2 separate regions of the Sus scrofa genome follow, and region 2 is linked to region 1. A link is a contact called in public promoter capture Hi-C data. All regions are on one chromosome and are shown on one strand. Each heading gives the region's core, a stretch centred on a gene start, on an enhancer-like site or on the middle of the called end of the contact. The rest is flanking DNA. Distances are from core to core; before and after follow the strand shown. Region 1 holds the start of URM1 (ubiquitin related modifier 1). Region 2 holds the start of ODF2 (outer dense fiber of sperm tails 2).

Region 1 (4,286 bases), core at 914-3,413:
TCCGATTAGACCCCTAGCCTGGGAACCGCCATATGCTGTGGAAGCGGCCCTAGAAATGCAAAAAAGACAAAAAAAATAAAAAACAAAAAAGCAAAAACAAAAAAACACAGTTGTGCCCTGTGCCCTTCCCTCCTGCTCAGTGGGGCCTGGATATAAAGCTGGCAGCTGAGTTGAACTCCCAGCTCTGAGCAGTGATTACATCATCACATCCACTGTTTACCAGCAGCCTGTGGTTTTGATGCCTTGGGACATCTACTTCGCTCCCTTTTTTTTGGGGGGGGGGCCTGCACCCACAGCATATGGAGGTTCCCAGGCTAACGGTCGAATCAGAGCTGTAGCCACTGGCCTACGCCACAGCCACAGCAATGCCAGATCCAAGCCACATCTGCAGGCTACATCACAGCTCACAAGCAATGCTGGATCCTTAACCTAGTGAGTGAGGCCAGGGATCGAATGCGTGTCCTCATGGATGCTAGTCAGATTTGTTTCCACTAAGCCACGATGGGAACTCACCCTCCCTTTTTTTCAGCTGGGCAGACAGCATGTGAAGTTCCCAGGCCAGGGATCAAACCCAAGCCAGACCAGTAACCAGAACCACAGCAGTGACAACACTGAGTCCTTAACCACTTGGCTACCAGGGAACTCCATGCCTTGGGCTTTTGTAACAGGCTCTAGGGGTCTCCTTATCTCCTTTCCTGTTCCCCTCCACAGTTCTCCACATTGAATCCAAGAAGGATATTTTAAAACACAGTTCTAGGAGTTCCCACTGTGGCACAGTGGGTTAAGGATCCAGTGTTGCTGCAGCTGTATCTTGGATCCCTGGCCCAGGGAACTTCCACATGCCTGGGAGTTGGCCAAAAAAGAAAAAGAGAAGAGCAACAACAAAACCCAGTTCTAGGAGTTCCCATCGTGGCTCAGCGGTGTACTCGACTAGTCCATGAGGGCAAGGGTTTGATCTGTGGCCTTCCTCAGTGCGTTAAGGATCTGGCGTTGCCATGAGCTGTGGTCTAGGTCACAGACACGGCTCAGATCTGGTGTTGCTATGACTGTGGTGTAGGCTGGCAGCTACATCTCCAATTCAACCCCTAGCCTGGGAACCTCCAAATGCCGTGGGTGCGGCCCTAAAAAGACAGACAGACAGACAGACAGACACACACACACACACACACACACACAAAATAGAGACAAATTCTTACCTGGCTCACAGGCATGATTTGGCACCTGCCCACCCTTCTCGCCCTCATCTCCTACCACACCCTCATTCATCCTCTGCTCCCCAGTTTCCACTTTCTTCTCTTGGTGCTCCAGCATGTTCTCCCACCCAGAGCCTGTGCACTTTCTGCTCTCACTAGAATGCTCCCAGAGGTTTTTCTCCCCTCATGATTACCTCTCCTCAGTTAACTCTCCTCAGGCTTTAGAGCTTAGCTCTAGTCTGGGTCAGTCCTTTTGTCCACTTCTGCAGCACAGCACAGAAGTTCCTGGGCCAGAGATGGAACCCGCACCACAGCTGTAACCAGAGCTACTGCAGTGACAATGCCAAATCCTTAACCCGCTGAGCCACCAGGGAACTCCAGTCCTTTTCTTTTTAAAGTTCCTATAACTCCATATAATTTCTTTCAGCTTGAGATTTTGCTTTACTAGCATGACTGGTATTTCCCCCACTAGACTGTGAGTGCCCTAAAGGCAGGAACTTTGCTTATGCAGTTCATCACCGTGGCACGCGGAGGACGTGCAAAAATATCTGCTTAATGAGTGATATCCAAACTGACAGCAAAAGGGGCGGTTGGATGGCGAGTCGATGGCTCAGGAGAGATTTCCGGGCTGGAAATAAAGATCTGGACGGCCTTGCCCAAGCGGTGTGCAGACTAAAGAGAATACGTAACTAAAGCAAGATAAACTGTAAAGTGGCTCACAGTCACTGCGCAAAGATGCCGGGACTCTCCACCGCCTAGCTGTAGCTCACCCAAGTCGCTACCCGCCCTGGCCGCTTGGACCCGGTTCCTAAAAAGCAGAGGGAACCATCTCAAAGACGATCAGGTACCGCGACCCTCCAGCCTCGGGTCTTAGCTCCAGGTCTTCGTCCAATCGCTGAGGAGCAGGATTTCCCGGCACCGCCTCTTCCGTCCGCGGCGACCGGAAGCGGGGCAGTAGCGCCGGAAGTTGAGGGAGTTTCCTGTGAGCTCGGCTTCCTCAATATGGCGGCGCCCTTGTCAGTGGAGGTGGAGTTCGGGTGAGTCACAGAACTGGGGCGTCGTGGGGGTGAATTGAAGTCGTCGGGCCTGGAATTGCCCTCTCTCTGCCTTGGGGCCTGTCACGACCGAATCGCCGAGGTTTCTGGCGACTTCCCTAAGCTACGCCACTCGCCTCAGAGAGCTCGGGAGGTCCGGTCTCCCTGGGCGACGAGGCCGTATGTTCAGGAATAGAGGCGCATGCCCTGGCGTGAAGGTGCGCTCTGGGCACTCCTCAGGGCCCTGCACCGTGCTGGACCCAAAAGGTGTGACGGTTAGCAGGCGGCCTCCTCACCTTCTTTGCCAACCCCGTTTTGGGCCAGTCCCATGTGTCTGGCGTCTGAGCTCCCAGGACCGAGAAGGACTACCTTCCCCCCGATGTCTTCCTTCGGGCAAAAAGTTCCGTTTACACGGTTCTTGGAGGCTGCTTTCTCGTGGGATGTGTGGTCATGACGAGACTCCTTTTTTCTCTTTCCCAAGCTGTCGGGGGTGCTAAACAGACCTGAACACCATCAGGTACATTCAGTAAACTTATTGAGTGCCTCCTGCAGGTCTTGAGTCAGGGATAAGGAGCTCAATAAGGTAGCACAGTGAAGGAGACTAGCCGTGACAGTAAACAATGCACGAGATTAAAAAGTGCAGAATTGGGACGCACGCACCAGTAACGGAAGAGACTCAAACCAGCGAGGAGTCTCCTTATGCCACTGTCGTCTTCCTCCTGCAAACAGAAGGTTTTTCACATAATTTCAGAGCTGAGAGCCACCGCAGGGCATAAAGAGGAGGCAAAGAAACTGAGACACTAAGAGATGGGTGGTATCCTTTCCAGAGTCACATGGGAAAGCTAGGACTAGACTTGTCTGTGTGTGTGAGATAAACAAGTCAAGGCTTATGTGAAAGGAAAAGTAGTGTGGGATGGGAACCTAAAATCTCTGCCCATAAATGCCACCCTTCCACTGGATGCCCCCAGTTTCTCTCATGTTTTCCCTTCATTGAGTAGTCCATTCACCAGTCATTTATTGAGTGCCTACCATGTGCCAGGCAGTGAGCCAGGCACGGAGGATACAAAGATAAATAGAACTTTGTCCATGCCCCGCAGTGTTCAGCGTTTCTATCCATTACAGGGAGGTAGTCTCATGAATGTTAACTGCAGTTTAATTGATGGTATTGTCTGGCCCCATCAGTCCACTTAGAACTCTGCTGGTTTGGCCTCCTGACTCTTTTGCTTTACTGACCCTTTTGCCCAGCTGTGGCCCCCATGGCCTGGGGGTGCTAGGAGGACCTTTGCTGCTTTGACAGGCCTCAGCAGAGCTGAAAAGGGAGAAGCCGCAGGTTGCTAGCATTAAGGTTTATCTACTGCCAGCTTACCTTTCATTCTCACTCTGTCAGGCACAGTACTCAGTCTGCCAGGTACTATGCTGGCAGCAGTGGGGAAGTCCTTTGGGGGAGATGTAGTGCTTTCCCTCCAGAGCTTCCAAACTCGCTTAAGTACCCATTTTTTCAGCCTGACCACTGCTGCTTCCCTTCCCCCCAAGAGCAATAGTGAGCCCCAACAAGGCAAGACGGCTTTCCTTCTACCACCACCACAGTGTCCTGTGGGCAGTGCGGCTTCTCGGGAAGCAAGAATGCCCGATGTGTATGCCAGGCCCCAATTCCTCCGCTCTGTCTCTGTCTAAATGCATGTTTTTTGCCCCTGGCCTTTCTTTCGTTTCCTACATCTCTTAGCAGACTTCCTTCACCCCTCTTCTGAACCTAAGTAGATTTGCAACGAAGCCACCTTGCGCATCATTCTCTCCCTTTTGTCCCCAGATACCACCCCGATCCTTGAAGAGTTCTGAGCTCGGACTTTGCCTTTTTCCCCTGAGCAGATGTGGTCCTCTCAGCCCACCAGCCGTGATAGCCACTCTAGAAGACCCCACCCACCCACCCTTGTCCTTCTTGTTAATGAAGGGTCCTCATCTTGCCTCTTGAACAGAGCATTGTCTCAGGTCACACAGGATTCAAAATACGTAGGACAGATGTGTTTCGTGTCCCTGCAGCCCAGATGTGAGATCCCCTCTG
Region 2 (4,460 bases), core at 1,754-4,253, 60 kb after region 1:
TGCCCATTCTCAAATTCTCCATCACGGAAACCCAAAGACCTGCACTGGTAGAGAAGGACCCTCCCGAGGTGGTCGGTAGTGGGCAAAACAGGGGAAAGATTTAATCACTTCATCTGGTCACACTATGAGTGTTTGGTTATGGGCTCCTTGGAAACTGAATGGGATGTGTTGGTCTGGTGTCCTTGGCACTGGGCTTAGCACATAGTAGAGACTTAGTAAATGTTGGTTCACTGAAATTGGGAAATGATCGACTCTTCTGTGCTGGGGTGGCAAGAGACATTTTACAAAGATGTATATCACAGGCCCAGAAACAAGAAGGTTATTTTGGAGTTCCTGTTATGGCTCGTAGGTTAAGAACCCGATATAGTGTCCATGAGGATGCGGGTTTGATCCAGGGCCTTGCTCACTGGGTTAAGGATCTGGCATTGCCACAAGTTGCAGCATAAGTCACAGATGCAGCTCAGATCCAGCATTGCTGTGGCAAAGGCCAGCAGCTGCAGTTCCAATTCAACCTCAAGCCCAGGAACTTCCATATGCTGCAGGTAATGCCTGACAAAGAAAAAAAAAAAAAAAAAAGGAGAAGGTTATCTTGGGCAGGAAAAAATACCATCCTTTCCTTTGAAGAGGGGGACATAGGATGCGGGCAGTCAAAGGTAAGGGAGCGGGGGAGAAGGCATAGGGAATACCACTAGATGGCTTTCATTTTCTCTATGAAAAAGGTGTATGGGGTGGGGAAGAGGCAAAGATTTGGAAAAGCCACTGTAGGGAGATGGAGGGGTCCAGGGATAAATTAAATAATTGCTGGGCAGTGGTGAGGGCTCAGCTGTGGGCAGAGGAAATGATTTGTGGGTTTTATCTTTGCAGAGACTCAGGTGGTTGGGTTACAGTAGGGACTGGGGACCCATGGTTTATTCAAGGGAGAAAATGAACGGGGTCACCGGAGTAGAGGGCTCCCTAGCACCGGGGAATGAAAACCGTAAGCATTAGACGGTGAATGGGAAGGCAGAAGAGTGAGTTCTGTTGGAAAGAGCTGGTATTTAAGATTCCAGGTGGTGGACCAGGTATGTGACCCTGGGGATGCACGGGGAAGATGCGGGAAGCTGGCAGAGATGAGAAAGTCAAGGCACTGAGGCCAGGTGGACCCTGAGGATGCTAAAGTCTCCCAGAATCCAGGGCGGCTCCGTGAGCCACGTGACAGCCCTCCCACGATTGGCTGACAGTGAAGCATAGTTGAGAAGATGGCGACTCAGCGAGAACCTCATCCGAGTAGGTCTGTACACACAGTGGCATACAGTGTGCAGGAGGGCAGTGAGGAGCAAGGGGAGTGAGGCCCCTTCCTCCCGCCTGCACAAAGACAGGCGATGTGGGATGGGGATACTCTGGGTGGTGTGCGGAAGCCGGCTCCCCTCAGCAACAACAGGGGAGGAGAGACAGGGTTGCATTTCCAGAAGCAGTGAGCAAGCTCCGGACAATAGCTTGTCCTGTGACCGGTCTCTGGGCCCAGGGCCTAACGAATCGGAGGGAGCGGACTAGAGTTTGGGCGCTCCCTTGAGTTAAGGGAACCGAGGAGGGCCTAACGCAGGGTAAAGATGGCGGAGCAGGGAAGCCAGGCTTTGAACGGCGGGGCAAGCCCGGGCCAGGCCCGTCGGCGGCGTCGCGCGTCTCCAAGGCGACGCCACGCGTGGCCCGGAAATGGGCGGAGTTTCTGGCGGGGCGGGGTATCTCTGTGACGCCAGGGGTTGGGCCTAAATGGCGAAACCCGAGAGGCTCCCGGGGGGGTTTGAACTGGCCAATGGGCGAGCTGCCGACCGGGTGTCGGAAAAGGAGGCGGAAGCGGGGAGGAGTCGCCGCGGGAGCTGGTCTGCATCCGCCGCGGCGTCTCCATGGCACGACCCTGGCCTCCGACTTCAACGACTTCATAAGGAGGCGTTTCTGGGCGCAGCCGTGTCGCTCCTGGTGAGAGGTCGCCGGCAGGCGGGACCCAGGGAGGGATGGCCCCCGCCGAGGTCGCCGGGTCCCGCTGCCTCCCCCGGGTCGCCCCCTCCTGCACCCACCGGCGCGCTCGTCCCGCTCCCGTCAGAATCTGGCCTCCCTGCCCCGCCCACCGGCGCGGGCCTTCTCCTCCTCCCGCTAACGGGCGGGCGGCCGCCTCTCTCCTCACCTGGCCACTGGCAGAGCTCTGCTCCCTCCTCTGCTGCCCTGCGGCAGTGCTTCGCCCCTCTCTCTATGGGCAGAAACTGGTCCCCTTCTGCCCGCTGGTGGGTGATCGTCCCTTCTCACCGCCGACGGAGACTGGCCCCGCGCCCTCCTGCCCGGCAGTGGGCGTCGCCCCGTCCGCTTCGCCCCCCGCCCCCGAGGGCCTCGGCCGGGCGGTTATATGCCAGCTCCTTGTAGGCAGCTCTGTCCCCCGGGACCGCCTCTGGGCCGCCCGACCCGGCTGGGTGGGTTCACCGGTCCGGCGGGCCTCCTGGGGAAGCGGGGGTCTCACACCGGGTCTTTGCACGATCGAGCGTCTAACCTGCTCTAACTCGGATCTAAGCCCAGCCGGCCACTGCTGCGGCCGGGAGGATTTTCCCTCCGCCGACGGGTTACCCACTCGCTGCCTAGCCTCCCAGTCCCCAAGCAGCCTCTCCTCTTCCCTCCTTTAAATAGTATTGGTCCTCTGGGGTATCTATTTTGCTGGGAACGCCCCTTCTCCTAGGAAACTGTTGCCCAGGCCCCACCCCGAATATCCCTCCGGCTCTCCGTGCGGGTTCTGGCCGTTTGGGAACCACTTGGGGCCTTGTGGTTCTCTCCTGTCCACCTCTCACGCCAGCCAGCATTTCAGGTTTTCCTCCTGGTGGCCACTCACCTTTCCTCCCGTCTGGGACCTTGGTGTGGTCCTTTCTCTCCTAGTTCCTTCCCCCCTCACTCCCTGGGGAGGGGACCTCCGACCACCCCGCACACCCGCCACCCCACAGGTCGCTCAGCCTCTCCTATCTCCCCCACTTTGGCAGGACAGTTGCTGTGCGACTTGGACAGTAGAGGAGCGCCTCCCAAGTTTTCATCCACCTGCCACCCCCAAAGCTTCCACCCTTCTCCCCTCAGAGAGGACGTTTGATGCTGGGCCCCTGAGATTCTCATTGACAAGCCCCTCTGGGTCCCCCTGAGCAGAGCCTGCTGACCCAATTGCCCACCTTTGCGGCTTTGATGCCTAGCCATGTCTGCCTCATCCTCAGGCGGCTCCCCCAGGTACTGCCAGTGTGGGGGGGCGTGTCTGCCATAGGGCAGGGAAAAGTGGACAGGAGCTCCGAGGCTGGGCTCACTGGAGGCTTTTCTTTTCAGCTTCCCTGTTCTGTGTACTGAAAGCCTGGATCAAAACATTTAAAAATGATTTTTAAGAGGAAGGAGGAAAACGCAGGCACATAATCCCAGCTCTGCCTCCCCTGGCCCTCCCTCCCCAGGTGCCCCAGTTCCTGATGGCAAATAGGATTGCCATGGTTGTCTTTGGAATACTAGGCTCAGTGTGAATAAGAACAGTGATGTAGGAGTTGGATGCAGCAGTTAGCCAATAGTTGATGGGATCCATGTAGGTTGATGGAGAGCCTGCTGAGAGTGAGAGCTTGCCCAAATCTGTTGGCTTTAAGTGAACATTCTAAACCAGGAGGGGAAAAAAAAAACCTGTCTGCTCAGATTTGGTATTCCTTGGCTAAATGATTAGTAGGGCTCAAAAAAATTTTTTTAATCAAGGTGCTATATACATATAGCCCAATGTATGCTGAAGTTCTTAAGAATTCTTATGCTGCATTATTTGTTCCAAAATAACGGAGAGCGAGGGTAAAGTCATATTTTGGGGCTGTCATCAGGCAGTGAGTGGGATGGATCAAATCTGCTTTCCAGGTCCCTTCCCATTCTGGAATTCCTGGGTACACTGCTGCCAAATTTTGGAGATTAGACTTTTGCTCTATTTGCAAATTTGGTGATGGGGCTGTTTACATGTAAGCAAGATGAATTACACGTGGTATTACAAAATTCCAGAAAGACCAGAAATAACCCTGCTTCTTAGGTGCTTAAAGGGTAGCTAGTAGAATACTTTGGGAAATAGCCATTTTTCATCATCTTTGTTGAATATTTGACTTCGTTTTATGAATTCTGAGTCACAGAGACTTTGTTCCTGAGCCTATGGTTCTGCCTTTACATGTCAGTGATTCACAGAGCATTGCTCCAGGCACTGTCCTGGGCACTCTCACCCTTGGCCAGGCTCATGTGTTGACTCTCAGCCACATGCTGCCTGCTTTTTTGTGTCCTGAGAGACAGGATGACAGCTGGGCTTTTCAGCTAAAGGTCACAATATGTGTGATGCGAGGGCAGGTTAAAAGGCTAGCCCTGCAAATGCCCCCTACCCCCATTTTCCATCCCCCTGCCGGGCACACCATGAGCGTTTGGTGCTCGCGTAAAGGGAGCCAGGTGATTCCAGACTG

Evidence for each region. Promoter capture Hi-C pulls out the DNA fragments that hold promoters and counts their contacts.
Region 2: a contact with region 1 is called in a promoter capture Hi-C map of liver, with 2.4 times the contacts expected there. The contact joins the promoter of ODF2 here to the promoter of URM1 in region 1. A contact is called at or near these places in 2 of 5 promoter capture datasets (both in liver), 6 of 47 Hi-C or Micro-C datasets (alveolar macrophages, embryonic fibroblasts, fetal liver and 3 more) and 1 of 2 datasets of contacts at active chromatin or transcription factors (alveolar macrophages).

Annotation. Positions count from the first base shown.
Region 1 is chr1:268,796,276-268,800,561 of Sscrofa11.1, forward strand. URM1 (ubiquitin related modifier 1) reads left to right here and starts at 2,164. Exons shown (of 5, transcript NM_001243487.1): 1 at 2,164-2,230. The coding sequence starts at 2,196.
Region 2 is chr1:268,855,540-268,859,999 of Sscrofa11.1, forward strand. It overlaps ODF2 (outer dense fiber of sperm tails 2), which reads left to right and starts at 3,004. Exons shown (of 21, transcript NM_001193447.1): 1 at 3,004-3,231. The coding sequence starts at 3,200.